2 separate regions of the Sus scrofa genome follow, and region 1 is linked to region 2. The links are chromatin contacts, called in public Hi-C maps. All regions are on one chromosome and are shown on one strand. Each heading gives the region's core, a stretch centred on a gene start, on an enhancer-like site or on the middle of the called end of the contact. The rest is flanking DNA. Distances are from core to core; before and after follow the strand shown.

The links. Hi-C and Micro-C count contacts between places; a contact is called where the count stands out from the background.
Region 1: a Hi-C map of alveolar macrophages shows a contact between it and region 2, with 2.5 times the contacts expected there. The contact joins the promoter of CX3CR1 here to the promoter of GORASP1 in region 2. A contact is called at or near these places in 1 of 5 promoter capture datasets (fetal skeletal muscle), 8 of 47 Hi-C or Micro-C datasets (alveolar macrophages, blood, embryonic fibroblasts and 5 more) and 2 of 2 datasets of contacts at active chromatin or transcription factors (alveolar macrophages and skeletal muscle).

Annotation. Positions count from the first base shown.
Region 1 is chr13:23,955,493-23,961,315 of Sscrofa11.1, forward strand. It overlaps CX3CR1 (CX3C chemokine receptor 1), which reads right to left and starts at 2,075. Exons shown (of 2, transcript XM_003358374.4): 1 at 1,924-2,075. LOC110256576 (a long non-coding RNA gene) reads left to right here. Exons shown (of 3, transcript XR_002338216.1): 3 at 1-5.
Region 2 is chr13:23,794,198-23,799,378 of Sscrofa11.1, forward strand. It overlaps GORASP1 (Golgi reassembly-stacking protein 1), which reads right to left and starts at 3,311. Exons shown (of 9, transcript XM_003132121.4): 1 at 3,132-3,311. The coding sequence starts at 3,194. TTC21A (tetratricopeptide repeat protein 21A) reads left to right here and starts at 3,321. Exons shown (of 28, transcript XM_021071679.1): 1 at 3,321-3,518; 2 at 4,758-4,887. The coding sequence starts at 3,492.

The DNA.
Region 1 (5,823 bases), core at 825-3,324, 160 kb after region 2:
TGGGGCAGTTCACACTGTGGTACTACAGTGGGTTAAGAATCTGGCGTTGTCTCTGCAATGGTTTGAGTTGCTGCTAAGGTGTGGGTTCTATCCCCTCAGTGGGTCAAGGATCTGGCATTGCTGCAGCTACAGCGTAAGTTGTAGCTGCAGCTCGTATTTGATCCATCCCTGGCTCAGGAACTCCATGTGCTGGGTGCAGACAAAAAAATGAAATATAAAATGCAGATGGCACAAAAAAGCATGACGTGGAAAGGAAAGATAAAACACAAAACTATCTACAATCCGGCTTCCCAGAGCTAACCACAGCTAGCTTTTAGCTTTCTCATCCTATCTTTATGCATATTTTTAATATTAATATAGAGTATATTTATATCTAAAATGAAAATACTATTTTAAAAGCATTTTATTATACAATTCCTGAACATAAAAAAGCAGAGAGGACCCCGACGCACTCACCACCCAGCTTCCATAATTCGCAACTCATGATCAGTATTTTATCTATTCCTCACTTTATGCCCTACTGGATTATTTAAAATAAATCCAGATGTCATGACATTTTACCCATAAACTTAACTAAGTGTGAATCTCTAAAACAATAAGAAAGACAAAAATAAAATTATTTAAAAATAACTTCAATGTTATTTCTCACCTTAAAAAGTTAATAATTCCTCAGTATCATCCAGATGTGATTTTACCTTTCTAAAAAAATTTATTTTATTTTATACCAGATTTACAATGTGTTGATTTCTGCTGAATAGCAAAGTGATTTAGCTTTTTTTTTTTTTTTTTTTTTTTTTTTTTTTTTTTGTCTTTTTGCTATTTCTTGGGCGCTCCCGCGGCATATGGAGGTTCCCAGGCTAGGGGTCGAATCGGAGCTGTAGCCATCAGCCTACGCCAGAGCCACAGCAACGCGGGATCCAAGCCGCGTCTGCAACCTACACCACAGCTCACGGCAATGCCGGATCCTTAACCCACTGAGCAAGGGCAAGGACTGAACCCGCAACCTCATGGTTCCTAGTCGGGTTCGTTAACCACTGTGACATGACGGGAACTCCATGATTTAGTTTTTTAATGTATATTCTTTTTCATATTACTTTCCCTGATGGTTTATTATACAATATTGAATATAGTTCCCTGTGCTATACAGTAGGACCTTGTTTATTCATCCTACATGTAATCATGGGCAGATGCAATTTTATTTTTTTATTATTATTGTTATTATTATTATTTTGTCTATACCTGTGGCATGTGGAAGTTCCCAGGCCAGGGACTGAACCCATGCCATAGTGCAACCTGAGCCACTACAGTGACAACGCTGGATCCTTAAACCTCTGAGCCACCAGGGAAATCTGATACAATTTTATTTTATTTTGTCTTTTTTAGGGCTGCATCCATGGCGTATGGAAGTTCCCAGGTTAGGGCTGAATCAGAATGTATCCACCTGCCTGTGCCACAGCCACAGCAATGCCAGATCCAAGTGGAGTCTGTAACCTACACCACAGTTCATGGCAATACCATATTCTTAACCCACTGAGCGAGGCCAGGGCTTGAACCTGCGTCCTCTTGGATACTAGGCAGATTCATTTCTGCTGAGCCAGGATGGGAACTCCCTGATACAATTTTAAGTGATGCTTTTTTAAAATGAGCATTTCTCCATGTCCCTGAAATGTAATTACTAATGCTTTTAATCATATTGCATCACATTGAGCAGATCATAAATGATCTAATTACCCACTGTCCTCTCCCCACTTCTCCCAAGCCCCTTGGACATTTAGGTTGCAGTATCCTCAGGAAAATGGTATCGCTTGTTAGGATGTGAAGCAAACCAGCCTCTTTAACCCACTTTGACCTCTGACCAAAGTGCCTCCCCCACCTGGCACCCACAGGGCACCCTCAGGTGCTAACCACATCCTCTTCTCTTACCTGGGCTGGACCTGGGGAGGGAACTTCTGGATGTGCCAATCCGCCACCCTGTCCTGCGAAGACTCTACCAGAGAGTATTTCCCTTTCCCTCCCTCCTTATTTGCAAAGTTAGCCAATAGTGTCTGGTTTCCTGTGAGGTAGACTATGTTTAGATGCTGCCCACGCAAGTTCAGAAGCTCCAGGCTAGAGGCCAGCTGAGACAGGAGGGTCTGAATTCACAAACCTGGGAGCCTAGGGGCACACACAAGCCTGGGGACAGACCAGGAGGGGTTTGGAGGGAGTGATAGCTTGGGGGCTGTGTTATCTACCCCTACCCCAATGTGAGTGGAGGGCAGGGAACAGTGCAGCTCTCCTTAATGATATGCTTCAAGAAAGCCCAGGAACTGAGCCTCAGTTTTCCTGCCAGTAAAAGGGAGCCCATAATACTCACTGGGGTGCAGGTTTGCTGAGCTACAGATTTTCTCTTCAGAGTGTGGTCCCAGCTGGGAACTTATCAGAAATGTAGCACGTCAGACCCTGCCCTAGGCCTCTTGAAGTAAGACTCTGCTTTTTTTTTTTTCCTTTTCGATGCCTTATAGATTTTATTCATGATAAAGAAAATTCACCTCTATGTATCTTTATTTTTTTTTCCCATGTGACTCGCTTTATTATGACATCTGCTTTATTGCGGTGGTCTGGGACCAAACCCACGATATTTCTAAGGTATGCCTATATTGTTTTATAAAAACAAAAAATTTTATTTATTGAAGTATAGTTGATTTATAGTGTTTCAGGTATACAGCAAAGTGATTCAGTTATGCATATATGTATTCTTTTTCAGATTATTTTCCTCTATAGGTTATTACAAGATAGGGAATATAGAGACTGCATTTTAATGACGTTCTTAGGAGATGGTCAACATATTGAGTTTGAGAGGCATTGGCACAGAAAGCACCTACAGAGTGCCTGGCACCTGGTGGGCACTCAATAGCATGTTTCCCCTCAACTCCCTCCTTTAAGGCTCTTTGTGGTTCCCTGTACCCTGCAGTTAAGCCCATGTTGTGTATCTGATGGGCAGTGGTCCAGGCTGCTCCAGTGGGATGTGCCACCCAGTTGGGTCCTGATTTCCAGGCTGTGATCCTTCCCCCAACCCTGGCCAAATGGTTCTCTGACTGGAACTAGAATCTCAACCACCATGGCCACACTGCTTTCCTACCACTTCCTTACCTGCCCGAGTCACATTCAAGGCCAAGACTCCTCCTGGTCACCCCTTCCCAGGGCCTAGCCAGTGTCTGGAATAGGTAGGCCCTCAGTACATGTGTTTATTGAGTGGTTGATGACACCCCCCCCAGGCCTTCCCTGGCTCCTCACTGCCCTTCTCACCACCTGTGCCCAGCACAACCCTGGCTCTAGTCACTGTGGTCCTAAGGGGAGGACTGAACTGCAAGCTCCCCGTCCCCCCGCCCCCACATACCGCTCCTCATCCCCAACACAGACTCTCCAGCCAGGACCAGCTGTGAGTGGGACAGCAGTGCCCCAAGCTGGGTGACCTGCTGGCATTTGAGGAAGTCCACTGCCCAGTTTCCTTTCTCAGTCTTCCCCTGGCCTCAGTGTCAGGCTATCTTCTTGGCCAGGCTAGAATTTGTGCTAAAAATAATCCAAGACTACTGCTGGATTCCCCCACCCCCAGGGAAATTCAATATAGAGGAGCCTGCCCCACTGGGACTGGCAGATAGACTTTACTCAAATGCCTTGAGCTGCAGGAAACTTCAGATGCTTGTTAGTGTTTGTGGACGTTTCTTCTGGATGGGTGGATGTGTATTCCACCTGGACAGAAAAATCCTCTAAAGTAGTTAAAGCCCTCCTTAAGAAATTATTCCCTGAGTTGGATTGCCTACCCCCTTCAAAGCCCTTCAAAGTGATGGTGAGCCTGCTCCTGTCCCCAGGATAACCCAGCAGGGATCTAAAGCATTGCATGTGGGTTGGAAACTACATTCATCCTGGAGTCACACTCAACAAGAAAAATTGAGAAAATGAATCACATATTGAAAAAGAGCATTGCTACCGTATGCCAGGAGACTAATTTATCTAGGAATAAGGCCTCTGCTGTTGCACTGCTATAGAATTGAGTGGCTCCCAGAAGCAAGCTTAAATTAAGCCCTTCTGAAATGTTGGGTGGTGGATTGTTCCAAGTGTCTGCGATCAGGCTAGTAATCCATGTGGCAAGGTTGCTGTGAGGGTTAGCAATGACACATGTAAAGCATGTCAGATGGCGCTTCGTGGCAGGGGTGGTTAGCCATTTCGTTGTTGCAGAGTTGCCCTCTCTGAGCATCTCTGATGTCAGATGGGAACTTCATGGTCAGGCAGCCAACAGGGGAGTCTGTCCTTGTTTCCTATGTTAGGGAATCCCATATGGTTGAGCCCACTGATTGGGAACAATGAGGAGGATGGCTATGACGGCATGTGCAGCTCAGGCCATGGTTTACAAAGCTTTCCCGCAGGCACCAGCCCCTTTTCAGGGCAGGGAACTAGGCCCAAGGCGGTTAAAGGAATAACACAAGGCCACTCAGCAGGTACAGTTTAGAAATTTACATACATGTGGTGTCTGGCTGTTTCTCCGCATATTACCAACCAGAGCAATGCCTCTGAGAAGCCTCAGGGTGGACAACCATCACTCTCCTAAGGGCTTTCTTTTAGCCCTGGGAGAGCAGCTTGTGAGGGAACCAACCAATGGCCAGGGTTGTTAGGCAGGTGGAGGAGGCCAGGGTGGGGGAGTTGGGGAGGGGGAAACCATTTCCTAAATGGAAGCCTTGGGCTCCCCCTTGTGGTTTCTACATGAACTGCTGTCCTAGGCCTGGCTGATGCTGGTGTGGGCAGCAAGGTCCCTTCCATAGCCCTGAGTCAGGCAGACTCTGTGCCAGGCATGCTATAGTCAGAGTCTCATTTGACCCTCAATTCTTGGCTTGCGAACTGGGTGTTCTCAGCTGGTCGCAGAGATGATAAAATAGAGCTGAAGTCAGAGTTTACCCAGGAAAAGAATGCTGAAGCTGGTTCTCGCCTCGTTCAGTGATGGAGTTAGAGACACCCCCTTCCCAATTCTGAATTTGTAAAGGCTGTTTAAAATCAGACTCCCATAGGAGTCCCCAGTGGCACGGCGGGTTAAAGTTCCATCCTTGTCACTGCAATGGCTTGTGGTACTCCTGTAGCACAGGTTTGATCCTTGGCCTGGGAAATTACACATGCTGCCAGTGTGACCGGAAAAAGAAAAAAAAAAATTCAGACACCCCCCCCAGCTAGGCTGTGGAACTGAGGAGTCATTTTTGGACTTAATAAGGGGCTTCCCAGGTTTACAACCTGCTTTCACATTCATCATGTCTTGTAGACCTCATAGAACCCTATAAAGCAAGTTCATTAGGCATGATTATCTCCACTTTACAACCAAGAAAACAGAGATGCAGAGATAATAACAGGTGAAACTTAATCATCATCATCCTAGTTATTAATGTTCACTGTGTGCCAAGCTCTATGCTAAGCGCTTTACAGTTGTTACCTTGTTTAATACTCAAACAGCACTGGTATGGTTTCCATTTTATAGCAAGGATGCAAAGGCACAGAAAGGCGCACAGTTCAGCAACTGGCGCTGCAGTTGACTTTGGAATCTGAGTCTTCCTCACCACACTGTACTGACACAGGTAGCTCACTTCGAGCCACCATCTGTAAAAGATGGACAGGAACTGGATTCTGTCTTCCCTGGTGTCCTGGGCAGTTTCAGCATCTACAGGTAATAAAACAGGTGGAAACTTAGAAAAAAAAATTTGAGTTACCCTCAATTCTTCAGGAAGAAAAAAAGTGTTGGCAAGATGAGTGAGGGCAGTCTCAGGGCCCTGTCAAGGGGCATTTGATGGAGGCACTGCCAGAAGG
Region 2 (5,181 bases), core at 2,061-4,560:
CAGCCTTTATCCCAGGTCTGGACAGAAGGTGGGCCCCACACCCTCAGGCCTTTGGCTGTTAGAGCTCGATGCCCTCACAAGCCCCAGCACACAAGGCACAGGGCTCATCTGGCCTCAGGTTCTGGGTGCCTCCTTGAAGGGAGGGCCCTGTGGCTTCTGCCACCCATCAGCCCCTTCAGTCCTCAGAGTCTCCTTGAAGGAGAGCTCACCACTGAGGCTTTGGATCAAAGCCAATTTGCCCTTGGAATCAGGACTCCCTCCTGGCCATGGCACCAAGAGACCCCCTCCTTCCACCTCCAGAAGCTGCTCACTGAGGGTGAGGCCAGATACCAATCCCAGCCCTAGTTGGCCTGGCCCAGAGGGCAGCTGCTTGGAGCTTGTCTCCAGCCCTTCAGGGGAAAGCTGGGACCAGGTATCTAGGGAATCAGAGGACAGTTAATGAGGGAGAGGTGGCAGGGAGCGGCTCCTCCCTGTGCTGGGCCACTCCACCTCCATCAATTAAAAACCCTGCTCAGAGACCAGTTGCCTTCTACTCTCAATGTTGAGGCTCAGAGACTCAGGCCCCAGGGCACAGGCCCAGCCCTCTCCCAGCCCACCCAGCACCCCCACCTCCCCGCTCCTGTGGCCTTGTCCTTGGTCTGGCTGTGTTCCATTGCCCTTGCTCTGGGCCTTGATATGGCTCACCATGGCTCCACAGCATAAACCATGCACACCGCTGCCCACTGCACCCACAGTCCCGAAACTAGTGCCGCCCTCTGTCTGGCTCTCCCTGGGGGCTCCTGTCATACCTGACCCCGTAGTCCCATGATGCGTGCGGCTTTCATAATGCTCCCCCCACCCCCACATCTCCCATCAGGGCACCTAATGCGGTTAACAATGATGGCAGCTTCCACCTCCTGAGGGTTGGCTGGGCACCAGGGCACTGCACCACTGGCTTCCCCCATTTAACCCTCTCACCAACCCCAACTGACAGGGGAGGAAAAGCTCTGTTATTCAACAACAGTCTGACCTCAGGAAATCCGACTCACAGCCCGCTCCTGCCCGCTGCCCTGCAACATTTCCTGGTGAATCCTCCACTGCTGTGAGCTTGCTGAAGGCAGCGACTTCGCTGTGCCTGGCACACAGTGGGAACCCCCAAATGCAGAGAAGGCAGCACACTTGCTCTTCGGTTTTCAAAACGTTAAATAGTTAATGTCACACCTCCATTTAAAACCTCCTGATGGCACCACATCTAGAACAAAATCCGAAACCCTCAATACAACATGCAAGGCCCCACACAACCTGGCCTCTCCATTACCACTTTCCTTACACAGGCCACACCATCCAAGCACACCAGCCCCAACTCCTTGCTTCTCCTCAAGCACAAACACAATCCCACCTCAGGGCCCCCCTATGCCCACAATGCTCTCCCCCCAAATATCGGTATTGTCCACACTTCACTTCCTTGCGAGGTGTCTGTTCAAATGTTACTTGATCAGAGGCCTTTCTTGACCCATCTAAAACGGCATCCACTCTTCATTCTGCATCTGCTTATCCTATTTCTTTTTCTCCCTAGCAAGGATCACCACCTACCATATATTTCTATTTCTTGTCTGTGTCCCTCCTCTCCCTGCCAGCATCCAAATGTAAGCTCCATGAGAATAGGGACGAAGTCTGTTTTGTTCATTGCTTTATCTTTGGTGCCTAGAATTCTACCTGCCACAGAGCACGTGCTCAAAAATCACTGTTTTGGCTATAAGGATATATTATACAGCACAGGGAATATAACCAATATTTTATAATAACTATAAATGAAGTATAACTTTTAAAAATTGTGAACCACTATATTGCGCACACATATAATATTGTATATCAACTATACCTCAATTGAAACAATTTTAAATAAAGTTACACGTATGAAACAAAAAAACTTTTGTGAAGGAAGATCTCCAATTCCTCACTCTCTACTCTGTCCCTTTCCAGTAGGCCCTTCCTGTCCTCGCTCTTACCATTGTCCCCTTTCCTTGTCAATATTCTCAATTTGCCTTCCATCAAACCTGTTGGAAGACTCTTCTGGCTGCCGGCATTTCACTATAGACCTTTCCAGGCAGGTGCCTGTCCTGGCTTTCCTTTTAGGAAACCCCTCCTTTAACCCCCGCCCCCTAACCTCATAGTTGTTAACAGAATCTCCCATAACAATAAAGAGACCACTCAACAGCCACTACCAAACTGACAAGCTGGCTTGCTTACCCCCATCTCTGCAGTCATCAACAGCACACAAGGGTGAAGGCAGAGACCCTCCTGCCCTTGTCAACTCTGTTACAACCCCTCCTTCTCCGCTGTACAAAACACCCCAAATCTCCATCTGGCTTCGGGCCCCCCTCCTCACCTTCAGACTCTAAAAACCCAACCCATCTCTACTTTCCCCAGGACTGCTCATCCTGGCCCCTTTGGGGCCACACCGAGGGCACATTCTCAGCCGTGGCCTTACCCCGCTTCTTTGCAAAGTTCCACCTGGGAACCCTACCCCTGCTGCAAACTCTCCCCAAGCCCTCTGCCACATTCTCTTGGCTCTCCCGCTCCCACTTTTCCTGGCTGATTCTCACTGGTCCTCAACCCCCCGTAAGCCCTTCGATCCCACCACAGACGAGATGCGCGCTGGCGTGCTCCCTGGAAGTTGGCGTCCACTAGGTTACCCAGATCCCCTGGTTCCAAGGACGGGGATCGCCGGGGCCTCAGCGTTGCTGGCTCTCTGTCCAGGCCTAGCACAGAGTGAGGTGCACAGCAGGCGATCATAAATGTGACCCAAGTGCACAAATGCGTCCCGTACGGACCTGGTGCACTCACTTTTCACCCGCCAGAAATGCCATTTCGGGGCGGCCTGACCCGACCAGGAAACGCTCCCGCTTCCTGCAGAGTTGGCACTCGGGGCTGGCGCCGAGCGGACCGCGGCCGCAGACCGGCTGGGGCCCAGGAAGGCCGCGGGGTCGCTTCTCGCCGGCGGCTCCCACCGGAAAGGGACACCATCCTCCCCCGGGCAGCCACAATAGAGCCGGGACCCGGTCACTGCAGCCCCCGGGCCGGCGATCGGGCGTCCGGGGGGTAGCTGTAGGCGCTGCTCCAAGTTCACCAGCGCCGCGGGGGCGACTCACCCCGTGCAGGTGGAAGCCCTCAGTGCCGCCCACGGGCTGCTCGGCGCTGGCGCCCAGGCCCATGGTCACAGTTGGCTCCCGCGCGGGTGTCCAGAATCGCGGAGCCCACCCTGGAGGCCGACTTAGGCGTCACTTGCGCGGAGTCGCCCTCTCCGCGCTCGATTAGCAGCGCCTGTCACGTGGGTGAGTGGCCACGCCCACCCGACTCTGACGCCCCTAGCAAGCGGCCGGCAGCTCTGTTTCCAAGGACGCGCGCGCCTCCGACTTCCGGCCCAGAGAGGTGTGTCCTGGACCCTGATTTGAGAATCCAGCTTCGCAAGGCACCCCCAGGCCCGGACTCGGAGCCGTGGGCGCCTGGAGATGAGCAACAATGACTCCTCTCTTATGGTGCGTGGTCCCGGCACTCCCACCCAGGACTCTCCACCCTTGGCCCGGTGATCCCCCGCGCCTTGCATCTCTCCTGTCACTTCTATGACCGCTCTTACCATCCCCCCTACCCATATTTCACTGTCCTCAGCCTCTTCAGGCGGTCATGGTCCCTTCTTGTCTCTTTCCGTGGCGAGCGGATCCTCTCTAGGGTTCTCTGTGTACTTTGAGCCCCTCATTATCATCCCCACCCAGTCCTATCCCCGAGCTCCTCCAAACTAAAGTGTAAAAAGCTATCTCCATCACCTTGCCATTATCTCCCCTCCCCCTGCCTGTGCCTCTTGTGTCCTTCACCCCAGTGGATGTCACCACCATTTGATCCCCCAGCTATTATTCTTCCCCATACTCATCTCCAGATTCTGTGTATGGGCAGGAACTGTCAGCTCCTAACTATCTCCTGAAATCATCCACTTTTTATCTCCTAGCCCAGGATCACCACCATCTCCCCTCCAGGCACCTACGACTGTCCCCTCCCAACTGGTTTCCTTGCTTCAGCTCTCTTCACCAGCAGTACCCTACCACCACTACCACCAACAACAACAGCAACCATCTGAATACTTTCCCTCCACTCCTCTGTGCTTAAAACCATTCCAGCTGCTTCCTCTTACCCTCAGGATGATGTCTGCGCTCTTTCATATGGCCCACAAGGCTGTATACAATCCAACCACATCTATCCCCAACCCCAACCCCCACAAACCTTAGGGGAAGTGAGACTTCACTTTGAAATTTCAGCCCCTATTATTGTGCGACCTTTGTCAAGCCACAGCTTCCCTGGGCTTTGGCTTCCTTAACTGTGAAGGATAGGGAGAGGATAATGCATAAGATAATGGGTAAAGCCCTTGATATACTTCCCAACAGGTGGTTAGCTCACAGTAACTTGTTACTCTATTGGTGTCATGATTCTTATTATCAGTCCTCTCTCTTCCCCCTTATTCCATTCCTAAGGCAAAACCTAAATTGAATTCTCTATCACATTTGAACCAGAATCTGTGGTTAATTCCAAAACAAATATCTCCAAACTTCTTCCCAGGGAAAATATATGGAGCTGTTCCTAGGGCTGAGAAGGAACAGGATAAGGCCTGAATAGTCTTTCTCTTCTCTTTACAGAAATGGAGAGGGAGAAGGGAATAGAGGAGGCAGTGGGTTAGAACAGAGACAGAAAGAACTGGGGCTGTTGCACCTGTGTCTTCCTTCTCATAGGCTGGAATCATTTACTACTGCCAAGAAAGGTATTTCCGCCACATGCAGCAGGCTGCAGCTGTGGGCCTGGAAAAATTCAACAATGATCCCGTGCTGCAGTTCTTTAAAGCCTATGGAGTCCTCATGGAAGGTAAGGACTTGTCAATTCGTCAACTTGTCAACAGCGCACTGGTGCGCTGGCTCCACCTGGATGCCTACTTCTACCCCAGTCATATTCCCATGGAAACAGTCTTATACGCAGTGACTAGAGTCCCAGGTTCATCCGCAGAAGGCTGTGTAATCCATATCTAGTTGACTTTTGAGACCTCAGAGAGCTCACTACCCCTGCTCTACACCTCGGTTTCTCTGTCTGTAAAAGGAGTGGGTGGAGAGGTGACTGCATGATTATTGAACCAATTCCAGGCTTGGAAGCTGAGAGCTGGTA